Regions from separate parts of the Sus scrofa genome. Here region 1 is linked to region 2. Evidence: chromatin contacts called from public HiChIP or PLAC-seq data. All regions are on one chromosome and are shown on one strand. Each heading gives the region's core, a stretch centred on a gene start, on an enhancer-like site or on the middle of the called end of the contact. The rest is flanking DNA. Distances are from core to core; before and after follow the strand shown. Region 1 overlaps COL15A1 (collagen alpha-1(XV) chain). Region 2 overlaps LOC106509211 (a long non-coding RNA gene).

What was found. HiChIP or PLAC-seq counts read pairs in DNA pulled down with a chosen protein or histone mark.
Region 1: an H3K27ac HiChIP or PLAC-seq map of skeletal muscle shows a contact between it and region 2. The contact joins two enhancer-like sites. A contact is called at or near these places in 2 of 2 datasets of contacts at active chromatin or transcription factors (alveolar macrophages and skeletal muscle).

Annotation. Positions count from the first base shown.
Region 1 is chr1:240,827,097-240,833,341 of Sscrofa11.1, reverse strand. COL15A1 (collagen alpha-1(XV) chain) reads right to left here. Exons shown (of 42, transcript XM_021066594.1): 41 at 5,155-5,246; 42 at 4,154-5,152. The coding sequence ends at 5,034. Among named protein-coding and RNA genes, the nearest start is that of TGFBR1, 30 kb to the left of the region's middle. Within about 2 kb of position 1,566, at least 16 of the 83 cell types and tissues checked have an H3K27ac peak or open chromatin away from gene starts, as enhancers often do. A contact at or near this core is called in skeletal muscle, where this site is marked.
Region 2 is chr1:240,689,257-240,695,671 of Sscrofa11.1, reverse strand. LOC106509211 (a long non-coding RNA gene) reads right to left here. Exons shown (of 6, transcript XR_002336984.1): 1 at 3,871-6,415. Among named protein-coding and RNA genes, the nearest start is that of COL15A1, 26 kb to the left of the region's middle. Within about 2 kb of position 1,976, at least 10 of the 83 cell types and tissues checked have an H3K27ac peak or open chromatin away from gene starts, as enhancers often do. A contact at or near this core is called in skeletal muscle, where this site is marked.

The DNA.
Region 1 (6,245 bases), core at 317-2,816, 140 kb before region 2:
AGCTGGCTGGTGGTCCCACTCCCTGAGAGAAGGTCCAGAGAAGGAGGAAGTCTGGAGCAAGGGGTGGGGCGGGCAGTCTCCTCCATGAACGTATCGGCCAACAGAGTGCTCTGAGTCCTCCTTGGAACTCAGGGTGCTGGGCAGGCCTGGGCAGGGGGATAATCTGATTATTTCACAGTCACTGGGGCACATGCTCCTGTCAATCAGAAGGAGTCCGGCCCCAGTGCCAGAGAGGAATCATGGAGCCCTTCCTGGGCCAGATGATACATTTCGTTGTTGGATTACAGGGAGGCTGAACGGAGGGGCAAGGTAGCCAGGACTCCCAGAGGCTTGGGAGGGTGGATATTCACCAACAGGTACAGCTGCACGAGTGGGTATAGGTTAAACCAAGGCTCCGGCCTTGAAGGCAGATGGAGAAACCAGGCAGATCGGAAGACGCCAACCAGCAAGGCTGGAGGAAGGGCCCCCAGCCCATCTTGAGAGGCATCTAGGGCAGGTCTTACTGGGTGCTCACTTAGGGTTAACAACGTCATTCCCAGAGCTTCCAACAACTTCACTCAACGCAGAGCAGTTTCCGTTACTACCGCTATTTTACAGATGAAGAAACTGAGCTGCAGGAAAGGGTTGAATGTCAGATACAATTGTCAGTAATTTGCTATGATCACATGGCTAGTAGGTGGTAGAGCCCAAATTCAAACCCAGACAAAGGCCTGGCTGTACTCCATGGCCCCCTGAGTTGGAGTACAAGGGAGAAGGCAAAGGGGGAAATTGGCCAGTGGCAATCATAGAGCTTTGAGGAGGCTCAGTTGTGGCTTGGCAACTCAGGACACCAGAGAGGTACCTCTCCAGCTTCCAGGTGAGGCAGGGATTGTACGTGCACACTTGCCCCAACTGCTAAGGTCGTTGAGGAGTCCAGCCCCAGTGCCAGGGAGGAATCCTGGAGCCCTTCCTGGGCCAGATGATACATTTCGTTGTTGGATTACACGGAAGCTGAATTCCTTCCATGAGGAGCTGGAGGAAGAGGAGATGCATGGGGGATCTCCAACAGTCTTCGGCAGGAAAATGGGTTTGGTGGATCTGACCAGCGGGGCTATCCCTTACCTTTGTATCTCCAAATCCAAACATGGTTCTGAGTACAAAAGCATTGAGATAGTATCTCTGGATGAGTCAATGAACAAAAGAAATGCTTAATCTTTCTCAAACACGGAACTGATCCCATACCTGGCATCTCTAAAATCTTCCCAAGGTGCTCCACCAGTAGCAGGATGAGGTCACACGCCTTACCCTAGATTTCAAGGCCAGCACCTCATCCACCACCACATCCCCCACATTCAGCCCTTCCCTCCTATTGGGGGCTGGAATCCTTCCCTCTCTCTGTCTCCTTTGGTCTTCTTCTCAACCTCTTGAGCCCTGTTTTCTGGCCATTGCAAACCTCCTCACATTTTGGGTGGAGGAGTTATTTCCGCTGTACAACTCATCTTGGGTGGAGCTGCCAGTCACACAGTCACAGGCTAACAACACGAGTGGCACCAATCAGAATCCTTTTCAGGAGTTACTATAATCCCAGAGGGGAAGGAAGTCTTTTTCCTCTGAGGCCACACTCTGGGGTGGTGGAGGAATGTAAGCCTGGAGCTGAGAACAACCGCTGCCACCCGAAGGAATCTTGACCTTGCTGAAAGGAAGGAAGCCACATACAGAAAAAAGCAGAATCAAGACATACAGATGGACACACACACACACACAGAAACAAACCAAGTGATCCCATCACTTGAATCTCTTGGATTCCCCATCCTTCCTGGTTTCATGAGCCAATACATTCCTTTCTGTTGTTGTTTTTCAGCTTATGAGTTTGACTTGTGCTTTCCTCATTGAGTAATATTCAGCTGTACTGGACAGCTGACAGTTCTCTGAATTCCGTGCTGTCTCCTACTTCCACTCCGTACAGGTTTAAGCCACACGGTAGGAGCCGTCTAAATGCAGAGGCGCAGGAAATCTGAGAGTGGCTCTTGCGACCCATTCTGCTCGTTCCCTGCGGGCCGTCTGTGGCCACGTTCAAGTGGGCAGAGAGCTCCCCTGGACTTTCCGCTTCATACCCTGTCTGCCTCACCTCTAGGCCCTCCCCAGTCCTTTGTCTTCTTCCTGCCCTCCAACGTCAGCCACCCCCGTGGGACCTGGCTCCTGGTATGGGGGATAGAGGACAGCTGCTTCAGTCCTCTGCTTCTGGACAGGGCACCGTGGATGCAACAGGCTTCAGACCTTGAGAGTCTACAAAATGCACTCAGAGCAAGCCCTCCCACACTGCAAAGACTAACTCCTGTTGCCCTATCTTCCCTCCTATATTATGTCCGAGAGCACTACTCTGCTCCCCAGCCTTGAAGGACAGGGATAAAGCCAAGGCTTGGAGACCTTTCAATCATTGTGTTTCACTTGTGTGATAAGATCCAGATGTTACACACACTAGGTATTCAGAGAAGGAAGTATGACAAGGGTACGCAGGCATGGGAGTTCCCATCATGGCTAGTGGCAGCGAATCTGACTAGATCCATGAGGATGTGGGTTCAATCCCTGGCCTCGCTCAGTGGGCTGGGGATCCAGCATTTATGTGAGCTGTGGTGTAGGTTGCAGATACAGCTTGGATTCTGCGTTGCTGTGGCTATGGTGTAGACTGGTAGCTACAGCTCCGATTTGCCCCCAGTCTGGAAACTTTCATATGCCGTGGGTGTGGCCCTAAGAAGCAAAAACAGACAAAAAAGGTGAGCAGGTCCAGGAGGGCTGGGGGATGTCACAGAGGAAGCAAGCAGAGTTGACATAGGCTATTGGAAAGAGGGCCAGGCTAGACCTAGGGGTTAAGGCTTTTCCAACAAGAGGTAGGACACAGACAACAGCCTGACTGAGGAGCCTATGTGACTCGCTTAAGTAATCATGAGGACCTCAGGCTGGTGGCTGTTGACAAGTAACAGGAAAACTCATGTTCAGTGAAGGGCCTTGAATACCAGGCCCAGGATTTTGACCATCATTCTCAAAGTTTCACCAGGGTTGGGGTTGATTCAAGCCTCTTCTGGGAAGGCCGGTTGGTTATACCTCCTCCAGTGCACAAAGAGGACTGAGAAGCCAGAGCATGAACCTCAACCCTTGATCCTGGGGTCTCCCCTCCTTTTGGCTCCCCCAAACCCTGACTCCACCCTGCCCCCTCTGTGGCCTAGGGCCACGGTGGGCTCTGGTTAAAATGGATGGCACCTTCACTTCGAGACCTCATCAGCCTCCTGCTCTCCTTCTCCCTCACGTCCCTTCCACACCAGTCACGTCGTGGGTGCAGGAGTCTGAAACAATCTGCTGCTGGGGCTTTCCAACCTATACCTGTCCTCATCCCATGACTCAGAATGATTCTCACCACTCTTCCACTTAGGGAGCCCCTAAGTGGAGGCTGTCTGCCTTTTTTTGGTCCCCCGTTTCCTTCCTACCTCAAGGACTATTAGGGTGGATTCCCTTTACGGAGCTTCTGGGCCAGCCCAGATGAATAGGAGGAAATATCCCGGCATGCCACTTGCCTGGTGATTCTGTTTCTCCTGCAGCATCAAGCCAAGAGCCAGAGAGTCAGAGACGGGAAGCTGGGAGGGAGCGAATAGACAGCCCTATGCAGTGGCTCCTGCAACAATCCTGGGCACTGGAGTGAGACAGAACCTTGGCCTGCAAGCAGCCCCACCATTCAGCAGCTGTGTGACCTGGAACAAGTGTCTTCCTGAGCCTCAACTTTTTTTTTTTCATTTGTAAAGATAAAAATATTTACCTTGCAGGATCATGAGGAAAGATAAATGAGACTTATGATAAGTCCAATATTTAGGAACTGAGAGCTGATGTTACTTATTGTGTCCCAACCTCCTTGAGAGAAAAAGGCAGACTTGTCCCCAAAGTTGTGTATTGAGACACAGTTGATCCTATTTGTCACACTGAGGCTCTTCAGCCTGTCCCACTGAGTGGGAGACAACAGGGAGGAGCAGAGGAGGATGATGGGAAAATCCTCCTGTTCTCTGCTCATCTCCCAAAGGGTAGCACAAGTGGCAGTGACAAGGTTAGCAAATCCACCCCAGGGCTGCTTCCACATCAGTGGTGGAGAATAAAGGAACTGGGGAAAAAAGTCAAACAGAAGAAAACACCTGGAAAAGATGTTTTTATGACCACTTACAGGGGGAAAAAAATAATCAAAGTATACAGCAGGAAGATGTATGCATCTCAGAAAATTCATTCTCAGAACTTGTTTGTTCAATCGCAGTTATAATTCAAGAATTGCCAAAAGGGAGTCATAAAATCAGGGCTTGGGGGAGGGGAAAAGGACTGCCAAAGGAAAGGTAGAAATTTTGTGTTATTTCTTTTCTAGTTTCAGATCATTTGGCATTTAAACTTTTCCAGCAAGTCAGTTATATAAACAATGCCATACTAAAATATAATTGTGTAAAAATATAAAACTCCTAAGGCATGATGGCAATGATATTTTAGGGAAAAAAGTTGAATGTCTGGTAATACCAGAAAATACAAATAGGATCATTTTGAGCAGTTCTGTTTCTCTTTATGAATAGAAGTTGCAAACAATGGATGTATATTAAAGAATAAAGCACTCCGTCTGTACATAACTTAGAAAGGGGTAACATTTCTAAACACTGACTTTGTAAGAAAACATGAAGGACATCTTACACTCAACAACGGTTAAAAAGAGGCAATCACTTTCTGAAGATGCAGTGGGCAAAAAGCCAAGGCCTTTGTTTTCAACTTGCTCTTAACCATGTTGGGATGTGTTCATACTGCATGGGGTTTCCTGCAGAATCTAGCACCAAGAGATGGATAAGATTTTATCTTTCGTCTGAGTCCTTTATGTCTTCAGTTTTGAGTATACTGAGGTATGTTTTCTTTGGTTGCTGTCGTGACGAATGTGTAAAAAAAAAAACCCTAATATTTACAACATTTAAACATTTTAGATTTCAGTGTCAACTCTTCACATAAGCAAGATCGGAAAACTCTTAGGAATCATGCGAAGGTCGTTACTTCCTCGCGTCTGTCATGAAACTGTTTTCGATACACAGAACAATTAGCCTATCAGCGCAGCTGTATGCTTTCTGGTCCAGAATCTTCCCCGTGCTCAGCGGGGAGCCAAGCCCATGACCGCCACGTCTGCCGTCCGCCAGGCTTCACAGTACTGATCCACAAGACGGACTCCGTGGGTGCTGGAGCCATGCCAAACGACTTTCTGGGGCCTGAAAAGGAATGGGGTCATGTTACTTTTTGAAATGACCCTTCTCTGTGGCATATCTTAGTGAGCAAACTGGCCCAAGTCCAGCCAGTCAAGTCAAGTTCCTGAGTCCGCCAGGGTCTAACTGCACTCACCTCTCTGTCTTTATCACTGTTTGCAACTTTTTTTTTTTTTTTTTTTTTTTTTTTTTTTTTTTTTGTCCTTTAGCCATGATTTTTATTGGATTTCGGGAGAGGGAAATTATTATCTTTTTTATTTTATTTTCCCACTGTACAGCAAGGGGATCAAGTTATCCTTACACGTATACATTTTCACCCCCACCCTTTGTTCTGTTGCAACATGAGTATCTAGACATAGTTCTCAATGCTACTCAGCAGGATCTCCTTGTAAATCTATTCTAAGTTGTGTCTCATAATCCCAAGCTCCCGATCCCTCCCATTCCCTCCCTCTCCCATCAGGCAGCCACAAGTCTATTTTCCAAGTCCATGATTTTCTTGTTTGCAACTTTTTGAACACACTACAGGCCAACCATATCCTACTTGTACTTGATCTTGAATCATACTCTCTGCTTTTGTGAATCTGAACATTTATCTGTGAGGCCCCTTAGACTGAAGTGGCTTCACCTTCACTTTCAGATCAGTGACTCCTTCCCATATTTCAAAGTCCGTTAAAAGCCTCCTCTTACAAGAAGACTTCCTGATTCTCATCACCAAGGAATGAGGACTATTTCTTCTGTGCTCCCACTCTCTGTTTCTCCATTCTCCGATGACAGAATTCTGTCTAGAATGGTAGCCAGTCTCTGTCTATCTTCCCACAGGCAATGAGCTTTGAAAGGGTAGGGGCTGTACAGGTTTATGACTATGACTTCCAGGCCTGGCATTGGGCCTGGCATAGAGGAGGCATTAAGGAGAGGTTTGAGAATTTTGTTCTGTTTTTAAAAGCATATATAACTTTCAAAGACTTAGAGAGCAATTCACAGCATAGGGTTAAAGAATCACCAAGA
Region 2 (6,415 bases), core at 727-3,226:
GTGTGGGAGGGAGTGACCACCCCATTTCTGAGGGGTACCCCAACCAAAAGTACATAATCCCTTGGTGGGGTGTCACAGAGGCAACTGGGGTTGAAGTTAAGCTTCCTTCCCCACAAAAGCACCCACACAGGATGGAAGGGGGAAATGAGACCCATTGCAGTCGCTAAAAAAAAATTTCCAAAAAGATTTCTAGGTCCCATCTTTTCTTTACATTTTCATGTCATTTATCCATTCTCGAGCTACAAGGCACGATTTCCTGAGCATCTATGATGTGCCAGATGTGGTGCCATGTAACAAGGGACAAGACAGACACAGCCCCTGCCCTCCTGCAGCTTATGCCCCTGTGATGTACACACCCTCCTGCAACCCTCCTCTGTGGTGGCCCTCCTGCTCCTTCCTCTCCTAAACCAGGGTTTCCCGCTCAGGACTGTAGCTCATTGTTTCCCTTATGCCAACTCCTCCTGCTAAAATCAGATGCAACTCAAATGCCACCTCTTCCAGGTCACCTTCCCTGAGATTCCCAACAGCACTGTCATTCTTTCTGTCAGGCTCCCATGCCCAGCAGAGGGTGTTGACATGTCTCACAGGGAGTTGTGTTGATCTGCTTTGACTTTCAGGTAGGTGTTGCGGGGAGTGGGGAGGTCTTCTACAAGACCCCAAGCTCACAGACAGCAGGGACTATGTCCTTGTCTGGGTTTCCAATGCCAGGCATCCTGGCACCGAGAAGACGTTCATTCACTCATTCATTCACGCATTCGTTCATTCAGCAACTATGCCCTGAGCACCTACTGTGTGGCAGCGCTGTTCCGCCTCTGGATTTACAGCTGCGAACAAAACAGACCAAAAGCCCACCCTCTTTGATGTTCCAGAGAACAACAAAGGAGACACAGCAATAACTGAATGAATATGCATTGAATCCTGAAAACCCTTTGAGACTCTACACCTAGGAAAAGGTACATTTTAGGATGATTTGTATATCCACCAGGCCAAATATTTATCTAAACTAAGTGAGCTCTTGAAGGAAACCAACCTTCCTCTGTGGTGAGTGTTTAAAAAATCACCGGAAAGAGATTGCGTTGGAATTAGTTGTTGCAAAATGACCTCGTTTGGGGATCCAAAGCCACTGAGGTATCAGCCTGAGGCTTGGGTAAAATAAAATAAACTAAGCTTTAGAGTCACAGAAATGATTCAATTTGAGGAAACACCAGGCCCAGGGATAGTAAAAACAAAAATAATCACAGCCAACACTTACACAGCATGGACTGTGTGCCAAGCCCGGGAGAAGCCCCTGGTTCCTGACAGATGATGAGGCTGTGTCGGAAGGAAGGGGAGGCTACCAGAGGGGTGACCCTGACTGGCGCTGTCCCTCGAGATGGGGCCATTGTTCACTTAGGCTCCAACTGTCCTGTGAGCCACGGTGAGCTTGCAGCCCTGTGTCTTTGAAATTCCCAGGAATTCAATGGCCGAAAAGACAGGTCTTCCCAAGTGAAAGGAAATGTGGTTCCCTAAAATAGAAAAATTGTGCTCAGAGGAGGAAATTCCTTGTTACTATGGAGGCAACTTTACTCCCTGAAATGATTGGAAGGCACATTTATGGAGACCCTATGCTAGACCAGGCACTGTGCTAGGACTCTGCTTTACTCTCTGCTGGGCACTATTCTAATGCAAGGCCACACAGGAAGGAAGTACATAGTTGCTGTCAGTCCCGGGGCTGACATGCAGCCAGGTTATCCCCATATAACTGCCCGCTTTTTAAAGTCTTTACATGTTTACATTCTACAGAGCAGCTGCCTGAGTCCCCGACTGCCCCCTCCCTGCCCCAGCTGCCCCAGACCCTCCCGCCATCCTTCCCCCGACTTCTCTATGACACCGCTATTCCAGAGTTGATTCCAACACAGCTGGGAGCCCAGAAGGCCTGGCACCCGCTGGTGGCCCAGCCGGATCTGACTGGCCAGTGCCTGTTAAATGTTCTGCTTACACCCTTGCCTGGACCTCTTGGAGCTGCCAGGTCATGGGCATCTATCTCACTTAACCCCCAGCAGTCCTGGGAGAGGAAACACTGACCCTCTCGGACTCCTGCTTTCAGCATTAAATGCCGATCTTCTCCAAGCTTCCTTCCTCCCACTGCCTTCTCCAGCCTCACTGTGTCCTGTACTGATCTGATCCCAGCCAGCGGTTTCATATCGTTTGTACCCGCTCGCACTCCCTGGATTTGCTTCTTCAGCCTGGACCTCTCTCCTGAGCTGGTCACACGGCCAACTGTCTGCTGGAAATCTCACTTCTGTCTCCGACTCAACGTCTCCCAAGTAATTGAGGTCAGCTTTTTGCCAGCCTCTCCTTCCTTTCCCGCCTCCTCCTGGGTTCCTATTTCTCCATTCATCCGCACATATTCCTGCCGTAAACACCCAAGCGCATCCATCATGCACCAGGCACTGTACCTGACATGGAGGAGGACAAGGAAGGGAGTAAGAGAAACCCTCTAGTCCGTGGGTGCCCAAGCCTTAAAGCTGAGTGTCACCCCAACCCCTACCCCTCCACCTGCAGTGGGATGTGCAGCAAGTCCTGCCACTTGGCCTGAGCCCAGATCGTCATCCTCTCTCACCAAGGCCTCCCTTCCCTGTGGCCCTCTCCTGTTCTTACTCAGCCCCACAGCCAGAGGGACGTCTCTGGCACACAGCTAAAGCCGCCCCTCCTCAGCCTAGAGCCTTCCGTGGATCCTTATTGCCTTAGGGGAAAGTCCAGGGCTCCCTGGCCTGGTGTTCACGGCCCATCCTGACCTCACTTGCTCCAGAGGGGTTGGCCTTGGGGGAGAAGAGCTTTGGGATGGTGGAGCCATTTGTGTTCGACCACCGGCTCTCCAGCCTGGATGCAGAGCCTCCCATATACACACGGAAACATATAGGCACAGTCACACACATGCTCGGGTGTGACCGACACAAAGGATCAAGTCCACTTACACCAACCCACATGCCTATACATGGAGCTGCTGGATTGAGCAAATAAAATTATAATTTGTTAATAAAAATTTTTTTAGTATAAGTATGTTCCAAATAGAGCAGGGGCCAGACTTACTACACTAAAAAAATAACTCGTGTTCATCTAAAATTGAAATTTAACTGGGCTTCTTGTATTTTATCTGGTGCCCCTGCAGGGACACCATACCACACACACCACAGCTTACACGTGCACACACATTCCACACTGACAGTTCAACCCATGTGTGAACGTGTACCTCCCACGTCATGCCTCCGAGATGAATGGGCATCTCATCACCTCGACTGAACTGTGGCGGGGCCATGCTGCTGGCCAGCATGGAGAGCTCTTCAGGGAAATGTTTATTCCGAGAATAAGTGCCTAATTGACATGAATTCCTGGACATCCAGGTTCTGGAATGTTGTGTGCCCAGAGCAGTCCCTGTAGAATTTGAAGGCAGACAGCTCAAAAACCTGATCTCAATATATCTGTACTGTGTGTCTTTGGGCAAGGCACGTAGCCTCTCTGAGCCTCCATTAGTAAATCAGTGGAATAGAAATGTTATAGTAATAACCAACTCCTTATGGTTATGATGAGACTTACTAAATGACATAATACATGTGGAAGACTTTTTTAGAGTTTTGGGTACAAATTAGTTATTATAAACGCTTATTGTCAAGTTCATACATACGTAGTATTAAAAAAATATTACATGCAATTGGATTCAGAGATAGAATGGCCCCTCAGAGTGTAAGCAGGGCACAGAAGAGGAGAAGGGGATGAAATGCTGGAACAATTAAACTTAGGCAGTGAGAGAGGATGGGAGGAAAATTCTGAAAGTGATGGGTATATTAATGGCATAGATGGTGATGGTCCCACCCATGGATGTATACTTACCTCCAAACTCGTCAGATGGTAGACATTCAATTATAGTGTTCTCTGTATGTCAATCATACTTCAATAAAGTAGCTTAAAAAAACAATAAAGTCAGGCATTAGTATTAATCAAATACTACAGCATCACATACTAAATAGGTCAGGTTCTAAATTCAGACAGGGAGAACTGTGTATGTCTAAAACATTTGAAAACCCTTTAGGATGGCATATACGATGCTATGCAATGTCAGATAGTAATTCTTAGGCACACTGGAAATTGAGGACCAAAGAATGAAGGAGGGGACAAAAGGAACTTCTTTATGCAAATATCTGGGCATATTCTGATTTTCAAATGACTAGCAAATCCCTAGTGGTGGATGGCAGGGGTGGAATTTTGGCATTCTGCCTGCCTGCAGGGTTACCTTCATTCTTCCTAAAACATTGAGCTTCCAAGTGGTTGACGTTAGTGTTCATCAATTATCTCCCACCTTGAACACAATAGGATTGGATGTGCCTGTTCCCTTGAGGTTAGGTGAGACCGTGTGACTTGCTCTAGCCAATGAAATTTGAAGTGATGTGTGTTACTACCTGGCAGTTCTGCTAAGAGCTAAGTGCTAAGGAACCCTTCATCTCCTCCTCCCCACAGCTGCAGGGGCCAACAACATTGCAGAGGGTGAACCTTGAGTATCTAAGAGAGGGCAGTGCTGGGCTGAGACTCTCCCGACTTACAATGGATTTGTAGCTTGAGGGGGAAAGGAACCTTTGCTGTTTCAAGCCATTTATATTTGGGAGGTGTGTGTTACAGCAGCAAAATCCAGCTGATCCTGACTACTATGCTTTATAATCTTAAAACATATTCATATATTTCTTTGTTAAGGTTTTTTTAAATTAGCATTACTTCTTACAGGAGGAGGAAAGTTTTAAGTAAACTTGTAAGTTAAATGAGCCTGATGAACTTCACGTCTACCTAGTCTCCTTCCAAACAGAATTAGTAATAACTTAGCACATCAAAATACATACTGGCAAACAGAGTAGCTAACGTAACCACAAAGGAGAGATGGGAATCGGCTCAGGGAAAAAATGGGACAGGAGTGTACCTGGAAGCTTTGCCAAAAGCCAAGAATGAAATATTAAATCATGGATCAGTGAAAGTATTAAGGAGTGGGTAATAGGAAAAATTAGTACCACAAAGCTCTGAACCAGAGGGCTAAGAGTGTGGAAAATCAATGTTTATAGAATGCCTGCTGTGTGCTAGTGTGCTACATGCATTGAAAATATCATTTCTTTATTATTCTCACTAAAACGCAATGATGTAGCAACTTCAGAGAGGTCAAAGAAGTTGTCAGGGTCACACAGTGGCAGAGCAAGGATTCAAACTCACATTGGCTTCACTCTCACATCCATGCTTTTACTGGAGCCTGAGTTTGGCAGAACACACTGGCCACCATTTGCTCCAGGCGTGGCTGTAACTGAACATGGAAACAGACTAGCATTCAGTTTCCCAAGAGCTGGGACATGATGGTCTCTTGGCGAGAACTGAGGTGTCCAGAGGGCTTGCCCCACACAGGGCAGCCCTGCTTATGACTTCCTGCTCTGCACCCACAAGGGCCCCGGGCTTGTTGGGAGCATCCTCCGAGGAGGAAGCAGCATTCCAGGTCCAGATGCAGACAGCTGTGTGCTTTCTCCAACTTAGGGTGACTCATGTTGGGACAAGAAAGCCGCTTCTTTGCCGGATTCCCTGTCCCCAAATCCTAATCTGGGGAAAGCTGCCTTAAGCTCCCTGAACACAAGACTCTGGGTGGCTGGCGCACGAAAGGGGCGGGAGACCAATGACATCCAAAGAGAGCAGGGTCCAGAACAAAGAGGAAATTCAGGGTGGGAGATCTTTTTTTTTTTTTTTTTTTCTCCCTGGCAAGGCTCCTGCGGCCATCTGGCTGAGGGGGCTGTTATTAAACCTCTGGATTGTAGTCTGTTTGTTTTTTAGCAGTTTGCAGCTGATTATTTTCATCAAATTCCCTGCGACCAACTGCGCTGGCTCCGGTAGCAGGCAAACCTGTGCAGCCAGCACGTCCTCTCGGCCGGGTTCACGATTCCCCTTCCAGGGAGGCAGCAGCATCGCTCTTGTCTTGTCAGCAAGGAGTCCCAGCCCCAGGGCCTTTACCTCTGGATGCCTACGCCAGCCCTTCAGCTGTTCCAGCCGATGTCAAACGGACTGACTGGAGCAAAAGATGGGCACCTGGGAGATCAGAAAGCCCCTGGTGGCCAGACCAGTTCCAGGGCCCTTTAGTGTTGTCATTCTAGCTCTGAAAAGGCAGCACCCTCCTTTTCTGGGTGTCTTCACTGTGCGGAAAGACAATTTGGAAAGATCTTGAGAGGGCTGTGTTGGGAGCTCGGATCCAATCTCCATTACTCTTCATATTAGGCAACTGAGACCATTTTTCTTCCTCTGGGGACCACAGATGGTACCACTTTCCGCCCCTGGGCTTTGTATGCAAATGCAAACATATATATTATAAGCATACCTTGTTTCATTGCACTTTGCTTTATTGCACTTTTCAGATATCATG